Regions from separate parts of the Mus musculus genome. Here region 2 is linked to region 1. Evidence: chromatin contacts called from public HiChIP or PLAC-seq data. All regions are on one chromosome and are shown on one strand. Each heading gives the region's core, a stretch centred on a gene start, on an enhancer-like site or on the middle of the called end of the contact. The rest is flanking DNA. Distances are from core to core; before and after follow the strand shown. Region 1 has its middle 130 kb from the start of Thsd7a. Region 2 has its middle 17 kb from the start of Tmem106b.

The links. HiChIP or PLAC-seq counts read pairs in DNA pulled down with a chosen protein or histone mark.
Region 2: a contact with region 1 is called in a FOXA1 HiChIP or PLAC-seq map of pancreatic cancer cells. The contact joins two enhancer-like sites. A contact is called at or near these places in 1 of 484 Hi-C or Micro-C datasets (liver) and 3 of 115 datasets of contacts at active chromatin or transcription factors (embryonic stem cells, kidney and pancreatic cancer cells).

What each region holds. Positions count from the first base shown.
Region 1 is chr6:12,874,792-12,878,381 of GRCm38.p6, reverse strand. No RefSeq gene overlaps it. Among named protein-coding and RNA genes, the nearest start is that of Thsd7a, 130 kb to the right of the region's middle. Within about 2 kb of position 1,776, at least 18 of the 459 cell types and tissues checked have an H3K27ac peak or open chromatin away from gene starts, as enhancers often do. A contact at or near this core is called in kidney and pancreatic cancer cells, where this site is marked.
Region 2 is chr6:13,050,546-13,054,135 of GRCm38.p6, reverse strand. No RefSeq gene overlaps it. Among named protein-coding and RNA genes, the nearest start is that of Tmem106b, 17 kb to the left of the region's middle. Within about 2 kb of position 1,610, at least 58 of the 459 cell types and tissues checked have an H3K27ac peak or open chromatin away from gene starts, as enhancers often do. A contact at or near this core is called in kidney and pancreatic cancer cells, where this site is marked.

The sequences.
Region 1 (3,590 bases), core at 527-3,026:
ATGCCATGAAGTGCTTGTTGACTGGAGCCTTATATGTCTATCTCCTGAGAGGCTCTGCCAGAGCTGGGCAAATACAGAGGTGGATGCTCACAGCCATCCATTGGACTGAGTGCAGGAGTCCAGGTGGAGGAATCAGAGAAGGGACTGAAGGAACTGAGGAGGTTTTCAGCCCCATGGGGGGTGGGGGAAGAAGGCAATAATGTCAATAGGCCAAACACTCTGGAGCTCCAGGGGACTGGATTATCAACCAAAGAGTGCACATAAAGTGACTCATGGCTCTGGCCGCATATGTGGCAGTGAATGGCCTTGTTGGACATCAGTAGGAGGAGTGGCCCTTAGGCCTGAGAGTGTTTGATGGCCCAGTGTAGGGGAATGCCAGGGTGAGAACTGGGGAGTGGGTGGGTGGGTGAGGGAGCACCCTCATAAAAGAAGGGGGAGAGGAGATGGGCTAGGGGATTTCCAAAGGGGAAGCCTGGAAAGGGTAATGTAAATAAAGAAAATATCCAATTTATATATGTAATATATATAATATAAATATATATCTTATTTGTTTGATGCTTGTAATATTTTCTCATTTTATAATGTTACTATTGCTGTTTTCTTTTATCTCATAAATTCAAGCAAAGCATTATTTTTTACTGCAGTTGATTACAGCCTGCATATGTGTCATCTGTCTCTTCTCAAGGGTATAGGTTATTGTTTCCAACATTTTATGATATTCGGCTTATTTCGGTTTCTGTTCTCCTTAATTTTTATTGTCAACCTGACACAATCTAGAGTCACATAAAGGAGGGAGCCTCAGGTGAATTGTGTCCCTCAACTTATCTGGTTGCCAAGACTCTGAGAGATTGCTATGATTTGTGTCAGAGGTCCCTGTCCACTTTAGGTGGCACCAGCCCTTTTCGGGAGGGCCTAGATATACAGAAATGTTAGCTAAGCATGAATTGCAAATGAAACAGTAAGGAATGCTGCAGATCCTCTTGGTCCCTTGTCTGCGTAGAGCAGGTCTCTAGTTGCAGATGGACAAGGAGTCAGCGAATAAATGACAGACAGACACAGCACAGGAGATTGTGTAGAATCTGAATGTAATTTTTCAGGTTGAGCATCATACTTTTTATACAGAAGAATAATAAGAAACCAGGCAAGATACATCCACCCAGTTACAGTGACACAAAACATAAGGAATGTATACATCAAAGGATGGCAGGGACCAGTCCCTGCTGTTTACCTCTAAGAAGGGTGCCAGGTGTCTATTGTTAAACCCACCTCCAGGGGTTCTTAGTAAAATGCCTGATTGTGCTGTTTCTTTGGGCCTAGTGAAGAAGCAAGTCTCAGGGGGATTCCCTAACTCTTTCATGGTAAACCCACCTATTTGCTAGGCCATTGTGAATTCCCTTGTCTGGGTAAGATTGGCTATTGTCTCAAGTAAACACTCTGCAGACCTCCACTGAGATATTCTGGCTCCATTCTTTGTAATGCCTAATTAGTTTCACCATCTCTACTAGAAGTAAATTTGAATGTTACTGAATAGGTAACCTTCTTACTGCATTCCTACTGAGTTCCAAGTTTGTTGCCTTCAAGGATTATCTGGGATGTTGGAACACTGGCGAAGGCTTAGTTATGTCAGAATTCAATCTTAAAAGGCACTTAAAATAAAATACTAAAAGAGAGCACGTGGATCCATACACCAGACTAACGCAGGGATAGGGTGTGAGTATGCGGGTTATGAGAACGCCAAAGTTCCAGGAGGTGAGTTTCTCTGAAACTCTTTGCCTTGTGAGTGTTCCCAGGCCTCTCTGCCTGCCAAGCAAACATCACTGGAGAGTGCATAGCAAAGCAACATTCCTCTGTGGGTTTTTGTGGTTTTCTGTCCTCACTTCCCTGGATGATAGACTCTAACTCTTTCCTCTTCTTGTGGACTTTGGTCAGTGTTTTATCATAATGATAGAAAGAAACTAGAAATGTTTAATTTGTACTGTGTGAAAATCTCCTTACTAGACCAGACACAGTTATTTCAAGTGTAATGTTTAATTTTCTGATTTTAAGATTTCTTATTATTATTAATAGTGTAGCAACATACTCACCACTATATATTTAATATTATTTCTTTATCTCTGGTCTATAGGGATAATAAACATGCCTTAGTAACTAAAGTACGTTTTGAGAAGGATTACTGTAGCATGAACTCTCCTCTCTCTTACTCCTTTTTCTCTCCTTGGATTTCAGTGAAGTATTATTTAAGTCTTACCCCTATATTATTAATTTAATCTCTTTCATTTTAGTATTTAAAATAGCTTTGGTCTTATATTTTGCATCATATATAATCTTATTGTCTATTTAATTGAATCTCTCCTGCTTTGTCTACTTACAACTGAAGCCATCCATCTGATTCCTTTTTTTTTTAAATTTTTTATTAGGTATTTAGCTCATTTACATTTCCAATGCTATACCAAAAGTCCCCCATACCTACCCAGCCCCACTCCCCTACCCACCCACTCCCCCTTTTTGGCCCTGGCGTTCCCCTGTACTGGGGCTGAAAGTATAACAACATAAAAACAGAATTCTAGGCCTTTAGGCCCAGGCTTGGGAATGTGGCCTTTGTAAAGGTATGCTAATCATAAAAGAGATAGCGACATTCCTCTACCCACCCGCTTCCTGGGTTCAAAGAGTGCTCATTCAAAGAAAGTCACCCAGAACCTGCAATGCAAATGTGCTATTGTTAGGGGCTCTTAGAAGCTGTTTTGAGAGTTAACAATTATCAGGTATTCCTTGTGACTCTTGTAACTTTACACTTCCTTGTGACTCTTAACTGGTATCTTTGGTATCTTCCAACAACGCCCTCCCCACTTCCTTGAGTTTCGGTTTCTTCCTTTAAATACCCCCTTACCCAGCTACTCGGGGCGCCACGGTCCTCTACCCCTGCGTGGTGTATGACCATGGGCCCGAGAGCGCTCTTGAATAAAAATCCTCTTGCAATTTGCAGCAAGACCCGTTTCTTGTGGGTGATTTTGGGGTGTCGCCTCTCCTGAGTCAGAACGTGGGGGAGTCCTCACTTTGAGGGTCTTTCAGGGCATACAAATTTTGCATGTCCAATGGGCCTCTCTTTCCAGTGATGGCCGACTAGGCCATCTTTTGATACATATGCAGCTAGAGTCAAGAGCTCCGGGGTACTGGTTAGTTCATAATGTTGTTCCACCTATAGGGTTGCAGATCCCTTTAGCTCCTTGGGTACTTTCTCTAGCTCCTCCATTGGGAGCCCTGTGATCCATCTATTAGGTGACTGTGAGCATCCACTTCTGTGTTTGCTAGGCCCCGGCATAGTCTCACAAGAGACAGCTACATCTGGGTCCTTTCGATAAAATCTTGCTAGTGTATGCAATGGTGTCAGCGTTTGGATGCTGATTATGGGGTGGATCCCTGGATATGGCAGTCTCTACATGGTCCATCCTTTCATCTCAGCTCCAAACTTTGTCTCTGTAACTCCTTCCAAGGGTGTTTTGTTCCCACTTCTAAGGAGGGGCATAGTGTCCACACTTCAGTCTTCATTTTTCTTGAGTTTCATGTGTTTAGGAAATTGTATCTTATATCTT
Region 2 (3,590 bases), core at 361-2,860, 180 kb before region 1:
CAGTCAGTTTCTTATTTTTTTACAGTACATGCAAATTGCCTTGGTTTGACTGATATTGTCCACTGTAGTCACCTTCTTTGATATTTGTTGTTCTTCTTATTTTCCTCTATTGTGGCTCCCTTGCTTCTTTTGATCTTTAATAACTTCATATCATATGAACACTGAACTGTATAAACATTTAAATTATTTTCTAGTGTGTATGTATCTTTATCATAAAGACACCTCCAACAGCTTTGTTCTATGAAACTAATGACAGACAGAATTTTCTTCTATTGTTTGAGACAGGATCTCATGTATATTCTAGGTTGCCCTGGAAATTACTATGTAGGTCAGGCTGGCTCAGACTTGATATGTAACACAGGTTGGCCTCTACTTTATTATCCTCATAACACAGGTCTCAAGTGCTAAGATTACTGGCATAAAAACCATACCTAATATACTGAGTTTGAAATAAATATTAATATTACATACTTTAAACCTGAAAGAAATGACCTTTTTGAAAAGTAAATTAAGGTAAAGAGATGAGTAATGAGAAGAGTTGATGGTGGTGATGTTTAAATAGATGCATTTTTCTTGTATACCTGATCTGATGATAATTATGAAGAACCACATAATCCAATATATGTAGTTAATATCATGAAAATTAGTGTGTAGATCTTCTTTTATGATTATCCACTTTCTAAACCGCTTTTAAGCTCTGCTAGAGCAAGGGTACTGAGGGAAAACAGGCATTTCTATAACATACAGAATTTAGGAACAGAAAATAAGTTCACACTGATTACAGAGAACAGATAGAGTTTGTAGTAGTTTTAAATCTGGTATGGATGATAAAGCAACATGCCATGCAAATCTTAGTCTGAAAAAGGACTTAGAAGATCCTGCAGAATACAGGAGTAGAGGGATGAGATTCCTGTTGCACAGAGTTGCAGGGATAGTGCCACAGAAGTGTGCCTTTCTGGACAGCTGATGAAATTTACTGCAGCTTTCCCCCTGGGATCTTACCCTGGGTTATAGGCCAGAGTGCTCACTAGGAAGGGTATGTATGCATCAGGGTCCTCATGCCTTGGACAAGGAAAGCACACAGCTGGCAACGCTAGCAATGACCAGATCTAGTATTCTGCTCTTCTCAGTGTACTGTTCTTGGCACTGCAGTTCATTTCTGTTCCATTTTAGGCTTGGAATGTGCTCATTATCTTCCGACTGTGCTCTCCCCCACTTCTTTTACTGATTAATCATCTTTCCTAGCTAATGTCATGGACCCAATAGGTCACCAGTTCTTTATTTTATTATTGAATTAATTGCCTACTTGGAAGTGCATTTTTCTACATTTCTATGGCTTTTTTTTGAATTTTTTGTTTAATATAATTATTCCTGTGATATCAGCTGACTCATTTCTACTGACATATTTTGTAGAACTCATGGAGTACTTGGCAGAACTACTTTGAGTCACAAATACTAAAGTAAACAATACATAGAGAACATTTAACAGACTTTGGCACCAGCCAAGCAAGCAAACCAAGAGATGTAATCTCTTTCTAGAGTGGACTACCCAATGACTAATGGAAAATTACAGAGATCACTTCTAGCTTTGACATTCCAACAAGGTGAGACTTTCACAAGAGATCAGGCATTAGTATGTAATAAATAACTAGAGCATGCAGGCAGAAAAACAAGCCTTGGATAAACAACGTGTGTCAGGAAGGTTCTACCTATTTCGTCATTTCTATTTCTATTTCCAGAATTTGGCTGGAAGAACCATTCAAAGTACATTCTGTAAAGACATCTTGGAGGGGTATTGTTGTTCTTTTTGTTTTTGTTTTTGTTTCGTTTTTGGTCAGGAATCTATGAGAACTATAGCAGTAAGTTTCCTGATTCCGTTTCATGAGGAAGCTTCTTCTTGAAGTAGATGGTAATTAACGCAGAGTTGCAGCTAGACATTGTACAGTGAGAGACTTTGGAGTGCTCAGCCCTAAATGGGATGTCCTATAAAACCCCTCCCTTCGAGGCTCAGGGCTTTATGTGGAACAGGAGACAGAAGGAGCCAAAGAACCAAAAGTGATGGGTGACTCCAATCCAACATGGCCAAAGCACATATGGATGAATTCAGAGAGACTGTGACATAGCATGCATCAGCTCTGCACAGGTTCAAACCAGACAAAATCCCATAGAGTAGTGAGCACGAAGTTGTACCTTAGCCACAAAGCTATTTACAATTGATACCAGCTGGAAAAGGAAACAGAAGCTTCTTTGGTGGAATTGGACAAAGTACACCCCCCCACACTCCAGGGCAGGCCTTTCCATGATCCTAACTCAAGTCCTCGTTCATTCAAATCCAGAGTTAACTTGAGTTTCTATTCAATATTTTATGGTCTAGAGACAGTTCTGGGAAAAATACATACTAAATTTCAAAAAATAATATACAACTCCCTTTTTATTATTCTCATCCTTAAACACCTTTGTTTACAGGAGAAAGCAGAATTGGACAGGGAATTCAAGACTATCCAATAGGTAGTTAGAATCTAAAGAAATATTTTAAGCATAATTTGGAATAAAATTTGCTATTATAAGTATTTAGCTTTCATTGTTTCATGCCAATCAGTGGGTGGAGCTTAAGAATTAATCCAAAGTGTTTCCATTTGTTCACTTATCAAATGGTATTGAGCATTATCTCTGTGTTAAGGGCTGCTCTAGACTAAAGGAAAATAAACATAAGCAGGGGTGGGTCTTGACTCCACTCAGCTTACACATCTGGGAATGCAGGCAAACTGGTTAAAACAGAGGACTGCCCTAAAAATGTCAAACAGTAGCAAGCTCAACAGAACAATGAGAGTCAGGGCAAAAAATAAAAGAAAGATGAGTACATTATTAATTTATGTGAATTCTTGTGAGGTTCTTCACTGGTACTTCAGTAGAGAGCTGATGAAACAGAGGAGCCTGACACGTGCTTCTTTGGAAAAGAACATCAAACAGAGGCATAGTAATGCTTCAGAGGTGGAGAATCAACATATCCTCAACCTGGAACTTAGGAAGAGCCCTGTGGATTTGAAGAATGAGTCCGGGGAGAGCTGAGGTCTCAGAATCTGTTTAGACAAACAGACCTTGTGATCACTGGCTCAACGCAGTGGGAAGCCACAAGACATTCGATCTGTGGAATATTATGGTCTGATTTACACTTAAAATATTAGAACGGTTCTTATGCAACCGTTTTTATGTTCAGTTTTATAAGGTCATTTGAGCAAAGTGGCTACAGATACATAGGCACTGCAGACTCCAGACTTGCTGGTAGCCACTCCATTCTTAAAGCAGACTCCAGTTAGCACATTGTAAGGAGCTGGAGTTCTTAGTCACAGAGATGAAGGAAAATTAATTCTGCTAACCATTTACAAATTTTTGAGCGATGCATTCCCAGCTCAAGAACACAGTAAATATGGAAAACCTTGCTGACATGTTTATTGAAGCATAAAACCCTAAGGAAGGAGCCAGAGAAGCTGTGCTTAAATTCTTGACACAGGGATACGGCTTATCTGTTAAGCTGTAGTAATACTTTTATGTTGTAGATGACAGATGATATAGTTTCCATCAAAACCATA